Linked DNA regions of Gossypium hirsutum: region 1 is linked to region 2. Evidence: chromatin contacts called from public Hi-C data. All regions are on one chromosome and are shown on one strand. The core of a region is the stretch at or near the end of the contact, and the rest is flanking DNA. Distances in the headings are between cores, read along the strand shown.

Region 1 (4,999 bases), core at 625-3,124, 46 kb after region 2:
CCATTATAGGTTTTCTAATTTTCACAATCAATGTCCTTGATTTTTGCAAATTATTACCATTTAAAAAGATGAAATATTGATGCAATAATATCAATTACTTCAACATGCCAAAAAACCAAGAACAAATCAACATTAAAAGCTTCCTACAAGAAAAAGAAAACATTAAATGATTGATTTGAAAATCAACAGCATTTTATATGGACGGTGAATTAGCAAAAATTAATAGCTCAACTCCTCGATCTTTGAAAAGTAGGGGACAAAATCACAATTAAACCAACAAAAAGAATTCAATTTATATGCAACAAATTAATTGGATTAGCTTCTTAGTTTTCGTAAAGTAAAAGACAAACCAAAGTAAAGTAGAGGGACTAAATCATAATTAAACCAAACTACCAAAAAAGCTTTTGATCTTTAATTTCTGTAGTAGGCATAACATGTATTATATACTGTCCTCAACAATACATAGATAAAGAAAAGAAGCAAAGATTGTACTAAGATTGTTAATGTTCACTGCTATAGAATCTATGAACATATATCTCCAAGAAAATTTATCTTAAAATTTTCCACTCAGATCCATTTTTTTTTCTCTATAAGTTCCATGGCATCATTGAAAGAAAAAATCTCAGCCCAGAAAAAGAAAATTATTGTTGAAAAAAACATATACTAATCATAATTTTTTAAGGTTCTAAAGCAAAGGGTGTTTGTAGCAGATCATAAGGAGCCCATAAAGCATCTAAAGGACATGGTCGATTAGCATCAAGTCTCACCCATGGCTTCCCTTTACCACTCCAGTGTAATAAACTAACCCGACCCGGATGTAAATTTCTGCATAATCCTCTATAATTGTCACCTCCAAGCCCGTGTTGGTTCCATCTATGATCAACAGGTGCTATGGTGCCTGCAAAGACGAGTAAAAATGGTGGCAATGAACCTAACTCGTAGATCCTTATTCTTTTTTGAAGCTCCATCCATTCGATGATTTTGGTGGTGTAATCACCCTCACGCCATTTTTGTAAGTCTATGACCATTACACCGGTGTTGAAGTAACAAGGTTTCCGGCCGGCGAAGGTTAGGGAAAGTGTGGGGTTGGACCAGAAGGTTGGGGTGAAGTATGAAGTGAAGTTGGCGTTGCAATATTCCGGGGCGGCGAGAACGGTGTTTTCGTCCAGTGGGGTGGCGGCGAGTTTGGCTATGTCGTCGACTAGGACGAGGTCGGAGTCTAGGTAAACGATGCGGTGTATGCAATGAGGGAGGAGGTCGGCGAGGTAGTTCCGGGCGTAGTTGAGTGGGGAGTCGAGTGCTGACCGGATGGATGTTGAGATAAGGCCGGACACGACGGAGGAGTCGTATGGGTAGATTTGGAACTTAAGGGAAGGGAAAGAGTGGGTGATTGTAAGGCGGAGGTGACGGTGGTCGGCGGTGGAGGTGGAGACGAAGTGGAAAAGGATGTTTTGAGGGCAAGAAGAGTGTTGCAGGATGGAAAAAATAGCTGTCATTGAACCACGCGAATAGGCGGCATCGAGGGTCATTGCTACATGAACAGCTTCATGGGAACACATTTCATTGGTGGTGCCATTAATGGAAGGACAAGTGGGTGCGTTATAAAATTGTGGAGCTTCTTTGAACTTTTGGTCATTATTAGTGGTGGTTGAAGCCAAGGAAGGGGCGGCATTTACGGCGGAGATGAGGAGGAAAAGGAGGAAGAGGTGGTGACGGTGGTGGTGGTGTCGGTGGAGTTTATTTGGTGGGATTACTAATGCAAATTTGGACATCTTTTGTTGGTGGGAGTTTAGATTTTTGGTTTTCTAAGCTTTTAATATAGGGGAAAAGGGAACACATCAATGATTTCTAATTTCTTTTGTGTTTTCAACTTTGAACCCAAAATAAAAAAAACCCCACGTTTGGGTTTAAAATTAAAAAAAACAGGTACTTCTAGGGACCAATGGTCAAGCTATTTTCGGGTGTGGACACTGAGAATTAATTACTGTAATGATAAAATTAAAAAAAAATGGATGATGAATATGTATAGATATGTTAAAAATATTAAATTAAAAATATTAGAAATATGTAAAATTGTAATTTTATAAATAATAATATTTTTATTTTTGTTCTTTTATTATCGATTAATTTAAGCGTATTGATAATTTCATTTTATGTATTTTAATGATATTCAACATACAATTATGGAAATCCAAAAATTATGGGTTTGATATTCGTTTTTTTTTTTCCCACTCAGTTGATACAAATTTATTAATAAGAGAAAGACATTGATAAAAAAATAAAAAAGATTATAAACACTTTCTAACTAGTTGAAAGACAGAATTCAGTCATCACCCTTTAACACAACATAAGAGTGAAACAGGATAGAAAAACACTCATCACCAAGCAAAAATCATTTTAAATAACGCAAGTCTCTTCACCCCTGCATTAGCAAGAGCATTAATCATTTCATTACCATGCCTATAAACAAATACGAAGTGTCGAACAAGTTGATAAATCAAATCATTCAATAGTTTTTTATTTCTATCGCGTAAGTTAAGAATTGACTAATTATTAAATCTTGGGCGAAAATTTCTTTTGATAGCCTTTTTTATTATTATAATTACAACAGTGTCAATTCACCTAAGATTTGATCCAAAATTTCAATATTTATTTTTTTTCTCTTTTTCTAACATGATCCATATCTTCCGTAGAACATTTAATGCAAGGGGCGTTGGTGTAAACGTGAATTGAAGGGTGACATTGACAAAATGAAAGTTGCCACATGGCTTCGACGAGTGGGACCATGAAGTGCCACGTAAGCTAGACATCAATAAGGAAGAAAAGTTGGGTCCCATTGGTGGAAAGTTTATTGTCCTAATAAAAGAGATAGAGACATGGAAAACAAGAAAATGGTGGGAGCTGCATCTTTAACTACACATTCGGTAAAATATGCCATAAACCCCTCTAATTTTATCAAATTTAAAATTTAATCCTCACAATTAAAAAAAGTTGTCAAAGTAATTACTTTTACTCTTCTTTTTTTCGATGTTAAAATTTTAGTCCAATTAATCAGTGGCAGTGTTAGTATTTTTTATAAACATTTTCTTATTATCAAGTATGTTTACTGAATTTATAATAATTTACTTTCGACGATAAATTTTGAGAAAAATCATAATTGCATCAATGATTGGATTAATATTTTTAAATTGAACTCTTGAATTTTGATTATTCCACAGGCTCTTCATGGATATGGATCAAAATCGAATAATCAAAATTTTAATCCATTTTAATTTAATTTAAATTTCATTTGGGTTGGTATGAAATTCATCAATTAAATCATAATTTGATCTGAGCTGGATGAATATAAATTACAAATCTAAACTTGACATAATTCAAGCCATAATTCACTCTCTTGTCAATATGTTTAATTATAGTATAAAATTAATAAGTATTACTTTCATAATCATTTAGTCAAAACCATTGCTTTAATTAAAAAATATCTTTTTTTTAGACTCTCTACTATTCAGTAATCACATTTTTTTCTTAATTAAATCTCGAAACAAGCTGAATTTAACCCGAAGGCAAAACTTTTTCAGAACTATTTTCTATATTCACAATACTTAAACCCGAAATCTTATTTATAGAATATCAAACTTTTTATCACTTGATCTTACAGGCATCAGTGAAAATAACTAAATTTATGGATTAGTTAATTACAATCAAATTATATATCATCTTATATCTCAAAGAGTGGACTACACATGTTAAAAATGGGCACTTTAATATCATTATGATTTTAATTTCTCTTACAACATGCACGTTTTTTACTAGAATAAATCATTATCACATACACATCACAAATGGATAATTCGTGTAACTAGAATCCATGACATAAGTTGTGTGATGAACATCCAAGATCAATGCATATGTTTACTTGCATAATTAATATGTTTTGCTCTTTCCAATATATATATTTGTGCGTGTGTGTCATGGATTACTTAAGGGATTTTTTAAAAAGTACTATTTTAAGTCTATTTTATGGTTCATGTTTGAGGTTTAAGATTATTTTTTCATATGCAACTTTTTGAATATTCATCAAGTTTAAGAATTTTTTTTCTTTATCTTAAATTACAATTTTTTATATAAAAATAATAAAAAACGAATTATGAAAAAATAAATAGAGAAAACCATATTCAACCATATCATTGAATAACATGCACATAGAGAGACACATCACATGGTTCTCCAAGAAGTGATGTATGCTTACTAACTAAAATGATGGAGAAATGAAAGTATCCCTCTCTTTCCATTATTAGAGTTTGATTCAAGCAAAAATATGTTTAAACCAGAGGCATAAATGCATGTGCCACACATGCCAAAAACTCCCCACACACACACCCTTTACCCTTTCAATTATAATACTTTTATTTTTTTTTCCAGTATACTCAATGCTCATTTTATGATCTATATTCAAGATTCGTAACTATTCATCTTAACAATATCATTCCTTCCTATTATGATTCTTTTCTTTTTCTTTTTTTAGTATGCTTCATATTCATTTTATGGTCCATGTTCGGAGTTTGTAGTTGTCCTTCTCAACAACGTCATCTCTAATGTTCGAATCTGTGTTTTATTATTAAGAATATGATGTCTCTTACCACTACACCCAAAACTTGTTGATATACTTTTTTTATTCAATAATCTCATTTTATTTTATTTTCTCTTTCTAAATTTTTATCATAAAAAAAATTATATAAACAAGAATTTGTATAAATTTATACCCTAATAATGAACTATAGCCGAGAGAGGTGAAGGCGAAGGAGACAAATAGAATTACATCATGAGTTTTCTAAAATAATTTTCTCACTTCATTCTTTGTAATTGACATCTATAATCTATACTATTTTTTGAATTATGTGTAATTTTCATTTTTCAAATTTATTTTGATTAATTATTTTATAATACTAATAATTTCTTATATTGAAATTTATTTTACAATAAAATTTTAATAATTTAT
Region 2 (5,023 bases), core at 1,007-3,506:
TAAAATTAAACTCAGGTATTAAATTGAACATTAAAACTAAATATAAGTACCCCTTTCAAATATACCAAAATAAAGTCTATAACTAAATACCTAAGAATAATAAAATGAGACAAGTAATGGGAGAACTTTGTTTAAGTTATTATATAATGTAATGATATCCTAATTGCTTGTTTGTACAACAAATGAACCTTCAAATCTTACCTAATGATGTTTATGTCTCAACCAACCGGTTGTCCAAATCATGTATCTTGGGACATTAGATACATTTTAACATAATAATATGATGTTTATTTTTTGTCTTTTATAATTAAGTCCCCTCTTACCTTTTGTCATGACTTTCAGACCCACAAACCAAACATTAGATACATTTTTTTTAGTGATTCAATCTCAAATTTAGTTGGTAGATGAAGCTTATGAAATGAAACCTAAACTCTTATTTTTATCTTTTTTTAAAAAAAATTATTTTAATGAGAGTACTATGAGAAAATGAATAGAAAAATAATATATCGAAAATGGTAAATTATATTTTGTTTACTTTAGGTTACATTTTAATCACTTATGTTTGAAATATTATATTTTTGTCACTTACGTTATCGCGTTGTAACATTTAGTCATTGAGCTATTAATTGTCATTAACGGTGTAACGGTAAGCTGATGTGGCACGTTAAATCATCATTTAAAAAAAATAGATTAATTTATACAATTAATCCCCATATTTTTTCATTTTGAGCAATTTAATTTTTTCTTTTATTTTTTAACTTTTCTTTTTTTTCTTTATTTTTCATTCTCTTCTGCTTCTCCCTTTGTTTTCCCCCTTCTTCATTTCTTTTAACATAATTTTTCTATATTTTTCATTTGTTAAAATTAGTCCCTATACTTTTATTTTTTGAACAATTTAATTTTTTCGAGTGAGGTGAGCTTGTGGACTAGTTTTAACAAATGAAAAACATAGAAAAACTATGCTAAAAGAAATGAACAAGGGAGGAAAACTGAGGGAGAAGCAGAAGAAAATGAAAAATAAAATAAATTTAAAAGGACATAAAAGAAAAATTAAATTTCTCAAAATGTAAAATTATAGGGATCAATTATAGAATTTAATCTAAAATTTTAATTTGAAATGATGATTTAACATATCACATCAGCTTACCATTACACCATTAACGACAATTAACGGCTCAATGACTAAAATGTTACAACACAATAATGTAAGTGACTAAGACGTAATATTTCACACAAAAGTAATTAAAATATAACATGAGACAAACAAAAATTACTATTTTAACCCTATGTTATGTATTTCGAAGTCGCCAATCTTGTCACACTATATTGATTGTTTATGTTGTGAATTTTTTTGGTATACTTTGGCCACACCATAATCATATAATGTTAGAATATATTTTATATCATCTTTTTGTATTATAAAAATTTTATTATCTATTACTTTGATTGGAAAGAAAAAAAAACTGGGTATTACTCACACATGTATGTGGGCTAAGTTTTAGCTTAAAAATGATACAAATTATAGATACAAGAGCCTGTTTTTATGCTATGTCTTAATCATATATATATATATATAAAACTCGAGTATTTATATTTCTTTTCTAATAGTTTAATATTATATCAATATTTTCATCCTGAGTTATAAAATTTTGAAGAGTTAAAATATAATTTTATCATTACATTAATTTACAATTTACAATTCTTAGCAACAGTTTAACCTAATTTATCATTTTGGGGTAACCCCCTTGCCTTCTTCAATGCTCTCATATGTGAATATATATATATAATAGAAAAATAAGAGTATGAAACTGCATTCTTTGAAAAGGACTAAGATTAGATAAGAACAAAAGCAATTAATATGAGACTTAATTATGGTCCCAAATTTTGGTACTACAAGCTAGAGTATATGTTTGTACATAACTTGAGATATCATATAGAAAGGCAATCAAGGTATCATTTTTTTTTACTTTTCTTTTTTTTAGCATGGGATCATTAATCAAGAATATGTATAATTGAAATAAATAATGAAAATTATTTAAATGAAAATGTTTGAATAAGAAAAATATTAGTGATGAGTCCTTTGGATTTTGAATACCTTCAGGGAGCATTGGCCCCATATAAGAAAACGACCCAAAATGGGAGCTCTCTTGATAATATATATGAAGAATGTATACCTCTAAGGGTGGTGGTCCTAAATTGGCATAAGGCCGGCAAAGGGTGGCCGCAGCCACATGGGAGTGGTGGTCCACACCGATATCAATGGTGTTCGAAACGTGACATGTGTCATAAAATGCGAGGTGACAGGCTGTTTGCCAAGAGGCATGGGGATAGTGATTTTTCCTCCTCCATTATGAAATGAGAAAACGAGGGTGAAGTTGAATAAATCATACCATACATAAAAAGGGTTAATTTCACGAAACCTCCACAACCTATTATTCAAATTTTAAATTGATCACTAAACTTTAAATCATTCTAATTGAGTCATCAAAATATCAGTAATATATCAATCAAGTCTCTCTATTAGTCTAACTGTCAATTTGAATCTTATTGGAGTATATTTCGAATATGTGAGCCAATTTGAATATATATATATACACGAGGCATTGGCAACTTTGATCTAGCATGTTATTTCTATTTTTTTTTCTTTGACATGTTAAATCTAAGCTATTCTTAGAATTGAAACACAAATGTTTACAATTTGATCCATACATTTTAAATACATTCCAAATTATATTTGAGTTGATATTTACCATCTAAGCCAACCATATATGGCTTTACGGTAAAGTTGAGATAGTTATAATTATAAGGGTTAATATACTATTTGATACTTAAATTTGATTTTAATGTTTGATTTAGTTCCTAAATTAAATTGGGTCATATGATCCAATAAATGCTTGACACATAAAGATGGTGTGAGAAGGGGTGGAGTGATTTGCAGCCTTTGAAGGTGGGAACCTAAAGTTTTTAGTCTAAGGCTAAAGACTAGAAGAGCTCTTTTTGTGCTTTTTGGATGGACTTATTGTATGTGTTGGATTTGATGCACACACAACTTGCATAATAGCTCCACTTTTAACAGTCAATTTCTCATATATTTTCTTTTTATTTTTGGATTGGTGAGGAAATGGAGAACTAAAGATTGGCCTTTTGCTTTGGTTTGGGATATTGAAAATAACTTTTTTGTATTTCATATCCCACATTTGCCAACACTTGTAAATTTAATCAAAACACATAATTTTTTTAAGGAAAAAATAGGATTAAGATATTGGATTTGAGTTTGATGACATGTAGAGATAATTAAATTAAATAATTGAGCTAACCCATTTTTGGTATATGATCTTTACACTTTTTTGGGTAGATATGATGTTTACACTTTTTTTTAAAAACTTAATTTAACTAATCAAGGACCTCCTAATCATTGGTATAGAAATTGAGCATCTTATTAAAGGTAAAGAATTATGGATTAATTAATAGAAGTGGATATATGGTAATAAAATTTATTTTTTTTAGAGTTTATAAGTATAAATATAATATAATTATAGATAAATGTCTGAGCAATTATAAAAAAAATCAAACCAATACAAAGGATAAAAGGATGTGAATTTGAAATATAATTGCACAAAACCCACCATGGCAATTATGTATGGTAAGATTAGAGACCCCACATGAAAATTGTGCACAATGAAATTGAAACCTATCAAGTATAGTTGTTTATGGGCCAAGCCATCCACACAAACCCGAAGACAAAATTGTATGCTAATTCATTATTTTTTAAATTTGTTATTTTCATAAAAAAAATTGTCAAAGTTAAATATGGACTAGTCAATCAAGCTTAGATTTTTATATTTATATTTGGATTTGACTTGGGTAAAAAAATTAAACTCATATTCGAGCCAAGTTTAGACAAAGAAAATGAATATAGACATATAAATGAGTTTAGTTCGAACTCAATCCAACCCGACCTATAAACATTTTACTATGAGGGCTTAATTAAGTTTTAACAATACCAACAATTTATCTCTCTCAAAATAGAGAATACTATGGGACCAAAAACTTGAAATATTGTTGTTGTTCTAAACAAACATAATATTCTATGATCCCTTCTATATATATAATTAAAAAGTTTAACATAATCAAAATTTAATTTGATTGGTTCATGCAATTTAAAAATGTTATTCATCACATTTAAAGATCAAAACTTGAATCTACAATTCTTTTTTAGATCCCATAGCTTTAAACCCTTAAAAACAAACATAAAAAAATTTAAAAATTTATTTTAATAACAAGTTTTAATATTTTTTTAATATAATACCTAAAGTTACCCATAACACCTCCCCATCTTTAAATAGAAAAATAAATGCACTTTAACATGCTCAAACTCATATCTTCTTACATTGACAACACTGCTGACGCCAATTGAACTAAGATTCAATCAACATCAATTTATACAATGTAAACCCTTAAACATTACTTTCATTGTAAACATTACTTGCTAAACTATATTGGCAACTTCATTATAATCCCCAACTCCAAACTCAAAGAGCATTGAACCCAACGGTTAGGGTTTTACAAATCAACTATTTGGGCCAAATTATGGCCAGACCCATAATTTAAATAGAGCCCATATTAATTCAAGCCCGGCCCAAAATCCATTGAACCCTTAATTTTTGACCCTATTTGGATCACCATAGCTATTTTAACTGATATAAAGAAAGAAATATTTTTGTGTTCATTATAGCACAATAGCTCACAAAAACTCCAACAACTATATAAATCTATGCTCTGTTGGAGCTTCCACTTGGGAATATTGTTGTAAGCGAGGGCGGCCATGGTGGTGGCGGTGGAGGTGGCACGGTGATTTTCGATAGTGGATCCCGATGTCAACACCAAAAATTTCACTAATACCCGACACAATCGGATAGCTCAACAGATAGTTAACTCCTACATCGGTTTTGGTTCCTGGTGAGACAATCACATCGAATAGGAATTGTAATCGTCGATCCAATCATCAAATCATCCAACCAAA

Evidence for each region. A called contact is a pair of places that touch in the nucleus more often than the background predicts.
Region 1: a contact with region 2 is called in a Hi-C map of leaf, with 3 times the contacts expected there. The contact joins the promoter of LOC121209683 here to the enhancer-like site in region 2. A contact is called at or near these places in 4 of 34 Hi-C or Micro-C datasets (callus, cotyledon and leaf).

What each region holds. Positions count from the first base shown.
Region 1 is chrA02:106,728,474-106,733,472 of Gossypium_hirsutum_v2.1, forward strand. LOC121209683 (probable galacturonosyltransferase-like 1) reads right to left here and starts at 1,875. Exons shown (of 1, transcript XM_041080774.1): 1 at 391-1,875. The coding sequence starts at 1,772. The coding sequence ends at 678.
Region 2 is chrA02:106,682,290-106,687,312 of Gossypium_hirsutum_v2.1, forward strand. No RefSeq gene overlaps it. Among protein-coding and RNA genes, the nearest start is that of LOC121209679, 25 kb to the right of the region's middle. Within about 2 kb of position 2,257, at least 2 of the 9 cell types and tissues checked have an H3K27ac peak or open chromatin away from gene starts, as enhancers often do. A contact at or near this core is called in leaf, where this site is marked.